3 separate regions of the Muntiacus reevesi genome follow, and all the other regions are linked to region 1. Evidence: chromatin contacts called from public Hi-C data. All regions are on one chromosome and are shown on one strand. The core of a region is the stretch at or near the end of the contact, and the rest is flanking DNA. Distances in the headings are between cores, read along the strand shown. Region 1 holds the start of TBC1D2 (TBC1 domain family member 2). Region 2 holds the start of NANS (N-acetylneuraminate synthase). Region 3 holds the start of TRMO (tRNA methyltransferase O).

What was found. Hi-C and Micro-C count contacts between places; a contact is called where the count stands out from the background.
Region 2: a Hi-C map of muscle shows a contact between it and region 1, with 6 times the contacts expected there. The contact joins the promoter of NANS here to the promoter of TBC1D2 in region 1. A contact is called at or near these places in 2 of 3 Hi-C or Micro-C datasets (blood and muscle).
Region 3: a Hi-C map of muscle shows a contact between it and region 1, with 9 times the contacts expected there. The contact joins the promoter of TRMO here to the promoter of TBC1D2 in region 1. A contact is called at or near these places in 2 of 3 Hi-C or Micro-C datasets (blood and muscle).

What each region holds. Positions count from the first base shown.
Region 1 is chr17:59,119,897-59,124,296 of mMunRee1.1, forward strand. It overlaps TBC1D2 (TBC1 domain family member 2), which reads right to left and starts at 1,629. Exons shown (of 11, transcript XM_065908012.1): 1 at 1,076-1,629. The coding sequence starts at 1,450. LOC136148458 (a long non-coding RNA gene) reads left to right here and starts at 1,356. Exons shown (of 7, transcript XR_010659501.1): 1 at 1,356-1,466.
Region 2 is chr17:58,963,035-58,966,870 of mMunRee1.1, forward strand. NANS (N-acetylneuraminate synthase) reads left to right here and starts at 2,574. Exons shown (of 6, transcript XM_065908048.1): 1 at 2,574-2,797. The coding sequence starts at 2,666.
Region 3 is chr17:58,876,981-58,881,116 of mMunRee1.1, forward strand. TRMO (tRNA methyltransferase O) reads right to left here and starts at 2,182. Exons shown (of 5, transcript XM_065908164.1): 1 at 2,050-2,182; 2 at 1-32. The coding sequence starts at 2,125.

The sequences.
Region 1 (4,400 bases), core at 379-2,878:
TCCCCACGGGCGGGAAGGGGGGTGGAGGCGCAGGAAGACAGGGTGGGGGGGGAGGGACGCAGTCTCCGGGCACACTGCTCTCCGAGTGTAGATTCCAGAGCTCCGAGCCCACACCAGTCTTTCTCTCCAGCTAAGTTCTAGGCACTTTCACTCGACAAGTACTTTCTGACCTTGGTTCTGTCACTATGTTTGGTTATTCAGAAAATACGTATCAAGCACCCACTACGCGCCAGCAGGAGTCTAGGCTGAGATTAATTCAGCTGCCTGTCATGTGCCAGGTGCTTACATAACTTGTTTTAGTCTCACAAACTATCTAGGTACTGAGAGGTTAACTTGCCTTGAGTCACACAGTGAGTAGATGATGCAGACTTTGAATCCAAGCCTGTCTGATTTCAAAGCACGTGGCCTTTGCAATGCTTCAGGCTTTTCCAGTTAAATATGATAATAAAACAGAACTTACTGATGAGAAAACAGGTTTGGATATGCTTCAATGAACAACGTAGGTTGATCAGTGAAACCTAAGTATTTGTCTCCCAATCTCTGCCAACGTTTTCTCAGCATTCACTCCCCCTGGCTACAACATCGGGAAAAGTAATTCAGAATCCAGGCCTTGAAAGTTGATTGCAAAACTCATACCTTGACTATACTTCAGCCCTAAGTAAGAAAGTTATGGTGACTGCCTAGTTTTTTGTTGTTAAGCTGGTAAGTCTTGTCTGACTCTTGCAACCCAAAGGACTGTACCCTTAAAGTTTTGATAGGGTATGCAAAGCTATGAGATTCCAAGTGTGGGCTACACTAGTTTCCAGTGGTGTGACTCACACCAGGCCCTTTACCCCTTTATGACTCAGTTTTTTGATCCGTAATATACGTCCATCATCCCGGCCTTTACTGCAGGAACCTAATGAGGAGATAGGTGTGACTGCGCTTTGAAAACCACAAAGCCCTGGGCACTCGGGGCTCACTGAGGTGATCGGGGTCGGTGATTACGGCACGTTTATTGTGACCACCCACCTGTGCCTGGCGGTGCCCTGGGATCCCATCCCGGCCAAAAGGGCGAAAGAAGTGCTCCATTTACCTTCAAGGTAATTATCCGGCTGGGAGTCTTGATTTCAAAAGTGCCCTCCTCGGCGTCCGCCTTGCAGTCAAAGACCGCACTGGAGAGGTCGATGCTGTCCAACGGATTCGCATCCTGCGCGGTCCGCGAGTAATACAGGTGACATTTCCTCTCGTCGAAGAAGAACCAGCGGGACTTCCAGCCCCGGATGGGCCCCTTGCCACCAAACTTACTTAAATATCCACAGAGTTTTTTGGGGGCCGCCTCCAGGGACCGGGTGCAGCCCTCCGACTCCTCCGAAGGCGACACCTCGGGGACCCTGGCCGAGCCGGCAGGCTCTTCGGACCACGGGACGGAGGATCCAGACTCCGCGGGGCTCTCCTGCGCGCCCTCCATCTCTGAGGGACCGGAGGTGAGTGGCCCAACCCCAGTCAAATCTTCAAAACTCAGGTGGTAACCTTCCAAGAGGGAGTGATCCGACGGGGGCGCGGCCAGCGGTGACCCGCCTCCGGGAGACGGCGGAGGGACTCGGTTGGCGGCATCTGTGAGCCTCGCAGATCCAAAGCCCAGTAGGGGCGGGTGGCCACGCCCATGCGGGCCTCGCCCGCCAGGACACGCCCCGACGCGCCCCTTCCGGCCGCTCCCGTCCCGCCTACTTCAGGCTTTTCCTCGCTGCCTGTCCGCCATCTTTACTGGGGGCAGCTTCCGGCGTGAGGCGGTCCACAGGTTGGAGGCGTGGTGTCCCCGGATTAGTTCACCCGCGGCAGGGAAACGGAAAGAGACGCCGGTCCTCGAGGACACTGCTGTGGTAACTCGCGTCATGACGTGGAAGGGTGGGCCTTTCTCGCGCCTCGGGGGCCTCCCGCCTTTTCTCCTCAGGTGCCGCTCCGGTCAGCGTCGGACGGCGGACCGCGCGGCCATTGGCTGAGAGGGACGGCCTTCTCAGTGTCGCCACTTCCGGCCCCGCTCACGGCGCGTGGGGCTCGTGGGCTCTGCCAGGGTCTCGTTACCCGCGGCAGTTTATTCGCGGACCACCCCTGACCGCGGCGGCCTCTCCGCCCTCCGGCCCAGCCTCCTTCTCTGGCTGCCGGCGTTACGTGGGGCGCCTGGTCCGGCTGCTGCCCTGACGGGGGTCGGACTCCGCAAATTGCACACAGACAGATGTGTACCTAGGCCCTGACTGACTCGCTCAACCTCATGTCCCCTCCTACCACTTAACCTTGAGTTTTGCCGCCTCCCTCCGGTCCTAGGTGCGTCCCTCCTCGTCTGTCCACCTCTTCCGCGGCTTCCTGGTGCCCTGGCCCTTTCTCAGCTCCCCTCCCTCTAGCTGCTCTTTCTCTGCAGCCCTTCACAGAATTCTCATTTTTCCGGGTAAATTATGCCCAGAGACTGAGATTCTTTGCCAGTACAGTAATTTTTTTTTTTTTTTACATATGTTTACTGCAGAAATTATAATTTATAATAACAGTATTTCCCAAGTCACTAGTATACGGGATAATGTCTCTTAATAAGCTAATGAAGACGTAACATCCTCCGAACCGTAAGAGGGCCACAAGGTTAAAACTGTTTTGATAGATGATTTCTAAAACTGTTTTTCCTGTCTTCCCCTTGCATGGCTGGGAACTAAATTTGCATTCTTTGTTACTGATTAATGCTGGCGGGCCTTCTTGCTAGTTTTGTTGTCCCTCAACCCCAGTCTTAAGACTTTCCTTAAATACTCCTGGTTTCTCCCCAGAAGGCAGGCTGGTAATTGTCACGAAGTTAGTCTGCTACTGTGCTCATTTGCTGGCAAATCAATAAATTTCGCCTTCCTTTATCCTCAGAACCTTCTCATTATCCTCAGTCTGCATTGGGAAGGAGGACCGAATTTTCAATTACAAAATCAGTGTTATGTTAATTATACTGTTGTTCCAGCCAAAGGGGGGAAATGAAAGCAATAAAATCCAACTTTAGTTCAGGTGTACCTTTCTACCAGTTGGTTCCTGGTATAGCCAGTCCTTCCTTCAAGTTGGGTCCCATTACCGATGTTGGTAGAGGTTGCTCCAGAGGTTATTCCTCCAGGGACCCTTACACGGCTTGTGCCACTGCCTACAAGGACTGGCACTGCCAGGTTAGGACCAGGTCTCCCTTCTTTTCTGAGACTGCTGCACAGTTTAATGCTGCTGTTGACCAGGAGTAGCCTGACTGGGGCCGGAGCAAGTGTCTGCAGAGCTTCACCGAAATATTTGAATCAGCAAAGAGTAGCCTTGCCCAGACGGAACACCCTAGACTTGCTCATCAGACCTCTTGGTTTTTATCCTCTAACAGTCCATCATCTGATGGACACTGCTGTCTTTAGTATAATGATGTAATGGTCCTCTCCACTCTGGGTGTGAAAGTTCGGTAAGAAAGTCCTAATATCCTACTTCAAAACAGTTTTTTCAAAGCAAATTCAAACCACAGACAACTTTGTCCCCAACAGCTAGTTTTCCAAAGATGGATTTGAAATCATCATCAGTCAGTATCAGACACTGGTGCACTCTCAGTGGTGGTGACGAGAGGCAGTGGATGAAGGTGAGGGTTCTGTGGTCCCTTTCCAGCTTGGCAGTCTTGAGCGATTTGCTCATGCAAGGTCTCAGACTTCTCATCTGTAAACATGGGAGACAGATTTAGGTAAAGTTAATGAAACTTAAGCTCACCTTCAGGGACTACTCAATTTGTTATATTTATTTTTTTATTCTGAAAAAGCATCCATCTTTGTATCTAGCTTTGTGTTAATGTTTTTTTTTTCCCCTCAAGTTGTGCAGATTTGATAGGCTCATTTTCTTTTCTTGTTTTTAAAAAAATATTTGCTTATTTATTTGGCTGTGCCGGGTCTTAATTGCGACATGCGGGATCTTGAGTTGCGGCAAGCAGAATTTTTGGTTGTGGCATGTGGGATGTAGTTCCCTGACTAGGGATGGAACTCAGGCCCCCCACTGCATTGGCAGCATGAACCACCAGGGAAGTCCTGTGTATTATTCTTCAATACTGTATAAATTCCAGTTTCCATAAATCTGGATCCCATGATCAATATTGCGAGAGTTACTTTGCTTTTAAAGTAATTTGTGTGAAGCTGCAAGCACAGAGGGTGGGACACAGTAAATGTTAACTGTAATTAAAACTCAGTAAAGAAGACCTTGAGGCAAAAGGCAGTGAACCACAGACAGGATGGTAGATTATATAGTAGAATTCATACCATTTAAAACTTGGAAATACTACAATTACAATTGGAGATTGTAGCACACCACTTTTAGCGTTTGTGAGATTTGCTGGAAAACAGCCACAAAAAACAAAGATACAGAGATCAGAAGGCAATGATAAGGTT
Region 2 (3,836 bases), core at 1,324-3,823, 160 kb before region 1:
CAGGCCCCAGCGTCTCAGTTCTAGGAACTATGTCCAATCCTTGACCTTGACCCTTATGACTCAGCACTCTGGGTACCCTAGTTTCTCCAAAAGTAAGTTCTTCCTTGCCCTTTCCTAAAAAAAAAAAAAAAAAAAAATCCCTCACTGGTTTTGTTTTTAAAGACCTTCCCATGTCCTCATCCATTTCGACAGACTGAACACTGACTCATTACCCAAGCATGGAAATTGGCTTTAAAAACAAGAACAAGACTGGAATAAACATTGCATCTTTTCCTCCTTATTTGTGGTAGGTATTAAATAAGTGTGTATTTTAATTTATTGAAAGTTCTTATTTAACCATAAGTAACATTAGCCCTTCCTTTCATGGTATCAAATTTTTAAATGTGATGTCACCTTTTTTTCTTTAAACTTAATTTCCACTTATATATGAATTGTGCAAAACCATAATGGTTTTCTCTAGTCAAGTGACTGAGTTATTTTAGTGCTGGGTTTAATTTTCTCTGTAATCAAGGCCTGTTGCTCAACCTCACCCAGCTGTGAAAGGCCATTTAAACTTGACAGACCTAAAGCACAAGGCATCTTAGTCTAGACATGTTGCAGATGAATGGACCCCGCTGCAATCTCCTTGGTCCTTGGTTACTTTCTTGCTGTCTATCCAAGCTCCTCAACCCCAGCCACTGGAGACCTGCTCTGGTGTCAAGTGGCCAGAGTCTGCTTCTCCCAAGGCTCTCAGTTGCTCCATTTATAGGCACCCTGATCTACACCCACTTCCTGCTTCTAAACTTGCACTTCTTTGGAACCCCTCCACTTTAGGACAAGCCCTGGTCCATTTTCCAGCTGCTTCATTTAAAAATATATAATTTTATTAAAAAATATATATATATATAATTTTATTTAAAAAATATAATTTTACTTATTTGTTTACTTTGGCTGTGCTGGGTCTTCACTGCTGTTCAGGCTTTTCTCTAATTGCAGTGAGGGGGCTTCTCCCTGCAGGGGCTTCCCTTGTTGCAGAACACAGCATCTACGGTGCAAGGGCATCATGGGCTCAGTGGTTGGGGCTCCTGGGCTGTAGAGCGTAGGCTCAATAGTTGTGGCCTATGGGCTTAGTCACCCCGAGGAACGTGGGATCTTCCCAGACCAGGGATTGAACCTATATCTCCTCCACTGGCAGGCAGATTCTTTACCACTGAGCCACCAGGGAAGCAAGCCCCTTCCATCTGCTTTTAGCAACTGCTCTTTTTCAAGGAAAGACCCATTTTTGCCTCCTCTGTTTCCCCATCATCCCTCGGCCACCAAGTCTGTTTTCTCTAGCATTCCCCCTGCTCCCCATGTCCCCCACCGAGTTCTTGCTCCTTGTTCTCACGCACTGCTCTGGGCCTTCAGTTCTGCGGGTCTCTCCTCCTCAGGACACACCCTGCTTCTCCGTCCTTCCAGGGCAGCTGCACAAGGCTCACTCCTCCACCGCTCAGTCCCCTGCACACTCTCTCCTTCGCGCGTCTACCTAGTCAGTCCTTCCTCACTCAGAATGGCTTCCGGATTTCTATCTCCAGCCCAGACCCACAATGAACCTCAGAGCTGCCTCTCCTCCCACCTAATGAACCGTTTCACCTGTATATTTATTTTTTAATATTTATTTACTCTGGCTATGCCTCGTGGGACCTTCAATCTTCTGTTGCAGCATATGGGATCTTTGGTTGCAGTGTGTGGGATCTAGTTCCCTGACCAGGGATTGAACCTGGGGCCCCTGCATTAGAGGCCTGGTCTTAGCTACTGGCCCACCAGGGAAGTCCCTCATCTGCATATTTTTACCAAGTGTCCCCAAACTACCCTTCTCCCTTCCACCCAGAAGTGCCTCTTCCTCTCCTTTCTGTTGTTACTTTGCTCATTAGTTCTGGAAGTCAAGCGGAGAATCAAGTTTGCTTTTCCCTTCAAACTTATTTCTCAATTTTGTGTGCAACTCAGTATAGGGTATTGCAAGGGCCCTAGGCTGGAAGGCAATCCAGGGTCCTAGTCCCAGCTCCACCGCGGCTCGTGGACAAGTCAGTGAACTTTTTGAACTTGTTGCATCTCATATAATAGGACCAGCAACCACTTATCAAAAGCTTACAGGCCAAGTACTGAGATCAGAATGATCTATACGCTATCTCACGAACCCTAGGATGTAGAGTCTATAAATTTTCCAGTTTAGAGAAAAAGGAAAATAAAGCTCAGAAAGTGTAAGGTATTCATGATCAAGAGCAGGGGGTGGGCTCGAACCAGCTCTAACTGTAACTCCAGGATCCATTCTTCCCATGACACCGCAGGGCGCATTCTGTCCACGCCGAAGGCAGCCAGGCTTCACCTCCTTAGGGGAGGGTTTGCTCACCGATGCCCGCACCCCACGACCGTCGGAGGTTAAGCTCGCGGCCGCTAGCCACACCCCGAGCTCCAGAGAAGGCCGCCGGGCTTCCTCCTTCCGCCGCACGCTCCCCTAGAGCGTGGCTCCGCCCCCTAATCTGATTGGCTGTCGGGAGCGAGGCCGTGCCTGGGGATTGGCTGCCCGGCGACCAAGGGCTGACGTGGCGGGGCCGGCGCGTGGGTCCACCTGGGCTGCGGACCTAACCCGGCAAGGCGGCGGCGGGAGCCTCCCTGGTGGCGCAGCGGCGGAGCGTGAGCCGCCAGCATGCCGCTGGAGCTGGAGCTGTGTCCCGGGCGCTGGGTGGGCGGGCAGCACCCCTGCTTTATCATTGCCGAGATCGGCCAGAACCACCAGGGCGATCTGGACGTGGCCAAGCGCATGATCCGCGTGGCGAAGGTGAGGGGGCAGTCTGGAGAGCTCGGGCACGGGCCCGGGGCGGGGGCGGGAAGCGCCTGCGGGGAGAGCCGCCTGTGCCGGGGTGGGGCGGGGCTGCGCCGAGCCCGGGGCATCCTCGCTCTGCCTCTCGCGGCCTGCATCCGGCCTGGCGTCCGGCTCTCCAGGTCCAGTTCCAGATGTTTCGAATCCTGTTCTGCATCCCTTTCCCACCTCCTGACTTCTTTGCATCGCTACAGTTGCCCCCTAACCCGACCTCTCTCGCCCCTCGCTGGAGGCAGAATGATCTTTCTGAAACACAGATCTGGTGAGCCTTCAGTGGCTATGCACTGCCACTCTAGAGTCGAAACCCTTTAATAAAGTCTTCAGGACTTTAATGACCTGACCTCTTCCAGCCTATCGTTTTTTAAATCTCTGACATTCTCTGCGACAGGGAATTACTTCCGGGAAGTTGCTGAAAGTTGCTGCTGTCTCTCTCATATGCCATTCCTTGTAATTACTTCATAGAATTTTGAGAATAAAATAAAGATAAGATGTAAAGCTCTTAGTACGGTACTTGGCAAATAGGACTCAATACACGTTAGCTACTAGTGATATGATGGTAATGAATGCTCATGCTCCCTCTTCTCTTCGGTGCTTTCTCCAGCTCCTCCTTTCAGAGTTGGGTTCCTGTAATTTTTCCCGTGGCATTGCATTGTCACTGTCTGTTTAAACTCGCTCTGTTAGACTATGAGTGCTCTGGAGGGGGGACCGGTCACATCCTGCATTGTGAACCCCGTTCCCAGCAGAAGATCTGCACCGTGAGTCCTTGGTTTAGAGGTAGTTCACGAAATCTTTTTTTTTCCTTTCACTTCCCTTCAACCAGTGCTGTTCTGTCATTTGTGATAAGGTTTTCTTTTACTTTTTGAGGACTAACTCTGCTTTTATGGAACCCTACAGAATCATAAAGATACTTTATTTTGGGACTTCACTGACAGTCCAGTGGTTAAGACTCTGCTTCTACTGTATGTGAATTTGATCCCTGGTTGGAAAACGAAGATCC
Region 3 (4,136 bases), core at 932-3,431, 240 kb before region 1:
CAAGTAACCAATTGGCTCAGTTAAAAGATTCCCTACAGAAGAAAATTAGGTAAGAAATCATTAATCAAAAGGTCAAGTAGAATGAAATAATGCCATTTGCAGTAACACAGACAGACGTACAGGCTTCTCTGGTAGCTCACCAGGTAAAGAGTCCCCCTGCAATGCAGGAGACCCTGGTTTGATTCCTGGGTTTGGAAGATTCCCTGGAGAAGGGATAGGCTACCCATTCCAGCATTCTTGGGCTTCCCTGGTGGCTCAGAAGGTAAAGAATTCATCTGTGATGAGGGAGAGCTGGGTTCAATCCCTGGGTTGGGAAGATCCCCCAGAGGAGCCCATGGTAACCCACTCCAGTATTCTTGTCTGAAGAATCCCCATGGACAGAGAGCTTGGCCAGCTACAGTCCATGGGATGGTCAAAGAGTCGGACATGATGATGGACTAAGCACAGCACAGACAGACCTAGAGATGATCACGCTAAGCAAACCAGACTTTCTGCTAAGTGAGAAAGCCAAACACATGAGATTGCTTATAGGTGGAATCTAAAAAAATGATAGAAATGAAGTTATTTACAAAACAAATAGACTCACAGACATAGAAAACAAATTTACAGTTACCAAAAGGGGAAGAGGAGGATAAATTAGGAGTTTGGGCTTAACATATACACACTATTCTACATAAAACAGCCAAAAATGACCTACTGTACAGCATGGAGAACTATACTCAATATCTTATAATAACCTATAATGGAAGAGAATGTATGAAAAGAATACACACATACACATAACTGAATCAGTTTGCTGTACGCCTGAAACTAATACATTATATATCTACTATATTTCAATAAACAATTCTAAGAATATAAAAATTTTTAAGAGAAGCCACAATTTTCTACATAATAGTGTTAACACAATGTATTAAAACCCACCATCATTATTTTTCTTTTCCAAGCAGGCAAAAACAAACAAAAAAAGGTCAAGAAAAGATGTAGGAAGACGTGTTTTCTTTAACGCAATGACTTCATAGTTTTAAAATCTAACATGTTTTGTGCATGCGTGTATGCTCAGTCGTGTCCAACTTTGTGACGCCCCAGGCTATAGCTGTCCAACTTTGTGACGCCCTAGACTACAGCTGGCCAGGCTTCTCTGTCCATGGAATTTTCCAGGCAAGAATACTGGAGTGGGTTGCCATTTCCTACTCCAGGGGATCTTCTGACCCAGGGATCCAATCTGCGTCTCCTGCCTCAGCAGGTGTATTCTTTACCACTGAGCCACCAGGGAAACCTCGACCAGATGTTCAGTTCAGTTCAGTCACTCAGTCATGTCCAACTCTTTGCAACCCCATGGACCACAGCACACCAGATGTTATGCAACTATAAAACAAGATTCTTAAAACATTCATAAGTACATACAAATATCCTCATCAATACATACGCATTGTTATATCTTTTTCGATAATAAACTGGAAAGAACATGGGTGAAAGGAAAAATTCCTTTTTAGAAGACTTACTATAATTCAAATTCTATGCTGCCATAACTATGTATGTGACCTTGGTCAGGACTATGGAGCATTTCAAATAGAGGGAGTAAGGTGCACAAAGGTAAATGACAAATTTTCTAGCATAAGAAGAGAACGAAGCAGTTTGATTGACTGGAGTGTTAAATACAAGGCAAAGAATAATACAAGATAAGGAAACCGGTTGCATATAAGATGCTTTCAACTGAAAACAACACAATACATGAAACGAGCTAGTTCTACGCAATAAAGGGAGTGCATGGGGCCACGGTATACAGTAGCTCCTGGTGCACGTGGCTGCTCTGCCAAGAGCTTGCCGACCTTGGCCACCAAAGACCGAGAGAGATGACGTCATCCCGCTCGCCTCAGCCACGTCACGTGGTCGCCTGAGCACGTGACCCGTAACTCCGCAACAAAAGGGAAAAACAGCCCTTATCCATTCGAGGTCTCGCCTGTCCCGTCCCCCCTCTGCGGTGAAAGCGGTTCCCTGCTCTTGGAGGCCTTAACGCGCGCAGAACCGCGGCCTCTTAGAAGTTACCTGTCTCCAGGGCCGGCTTCACACACCCGCACGGGGCCGCTGTGGCGCGAGGCCCGGACTCTTTCAAGTCGCGCATGGCTACGGGTCACAGCGGCGCCCACCGAGGCGCGCTGACCTTCCGCTTCCGGTTTCCCTACCTGGCGCCTGCGTAGTAGCGGCGGCGGCGGAGGGCGCCAGGCTCGCGCACGCGCGGGCGGGGCGCTAGGGGAGTGAGGCGCCGGGAGGCGGTCGGCCAGGCTGCCGCTAGGTGGCGGTTGCAAGTTGGAGGCCTCACTCCGCTGCTGAGTCTGTCTCGTGTTGTCCCGCGCGGACCCGCTTCGGTTTTAGGGTCCAAGTCACCGCCCTTTCCCTTGAGAACAAGTCGATGAAGATTTATGCATAAAGATGCTCGAAATGATAAGCAGCCTACACATCCGACGCATGACGCTCATTCTTAAATAAGAATATGTGTGTGCAGGTATCACATTGCGAGATGACGGGATGTTGGGGAATGTTACTGCTTCTTGAGTAGCGGGAATACACAGATGCTCGTTGGTACTTCTCTGTATGCTCCCAGGTTTCCCATAAGAAAAAGGATGTTTCGTCAGAAAAGAAACCCAAGTAAACCTCGTTTGAAATCTAACGGATGTGCAGCTCTACACCTGACTAGGCAGGGAGGAGTGGGGACCGTTCCTGCGCTCCGTCCCTCAGGAGAGCGGGAGCGAGCGTGGAAGTGCGCCAGCGGCCGTATACACTGGGGCTGTGGGGCTTGTCTGGGGAAGCTCTAAAAAGTTGAGGGCCTGCGAGATGACCCTGCGATGGCCAGTTACCCCTGCAGCGCGAGCCCGGCCTCCTACGTGTGTGTGTGTGTGTGTGTGTCCCCGACTCTTGGTCACCTCATGGACTGTAGCCCGCCAGGCCCTTCTGTCCATCGAATTCTCCAGGCAAGAATGCTGGAGTGGGTAGCCATTCCCTTCTCCAGGGCATCTTCCCCACCCAGGTACCGAACCCAGGTCTCCTGCATTGCAGGCAGATTCCAAGGCCTCTTACCTACTTTCTTATCTCTCACCTGTTTATTTATAAAGTTTTTCTGTATACTTAATTCTACTTCTGAGTTTTTTATCCTGTTTTTTTCTTGGGCAGGGGGAAGGAGAGAGACATATTGCCTGCAAAACAAATTATTCAGGATCATAAAACTCCACAGATTTAAAAGTTTAACCACCATGAAAAGCTGTTCCTAAACATGTCCATTTGTCATGAATAGACCACTATCAGAAAATAACCATCAGGAGTCAAAAATTTAGAGAGGATTGTGGGTTTTAAAACAAAAACTTGAAAAACTGGTAAAATTCATATCCCTACATGTCCTCTGATAGGTTTTTTCCACGTGAAATTCGGAAAAGAATGCCTTTATTATGTTTCCAGGAGGGAAGAGTTCTGGACAGCTATGAAACAAAAGTTGAGAACTGTTGAGCTCTTTGCACGACGTAGAACTGGGGCCGTAATGGCTGAAATTTTCCACTAGATGGGGGTGTTGCGAAAAGTGATAGTCGCTTTGTGGTCCAACGGAGGTATTTGGCTTCTTGGCCTTAGATCTATACAATGACAGTCACGCCAAAAATACGATACCAAGTGTGACATGTTCTGAAATGCACAGCAGGCTTGGAGACATTGGTGAAGTAGATTGCTACTTGATTTAAAGGAAAAAGTTCGTTCTCCTTATGGAAAGCAGGAACTTAAGTATGTAGCACTTTCATTATATGATTTGCGATTTTTGTTATCCTGTCTAGAGGATATATGATTATATAAATAACCACTATATGTGGTTATTTGTAGTTTATGATACAATCTTTTCTCTAGAGGTAGGATCTAGGAATCTGCCTTTAAAAAAAAAAAAAAAACCTAAATGATTCAAAGTAGGTATCTGCCTACACTTTGAGAAACACTTCTCAGTATAATGATTCTTTTTTTTTTTCTTAGTTGCAGCCTGGAGGATCTTTGTTGTGGTGTGCAGGCTTAGGTGTCCCGTGGCATATGGGATCTTAATTCCCTGAATTAAAAAAAACTGCATCCCCTACACTGGAAGGTGGATTCTTAACCACTGAACG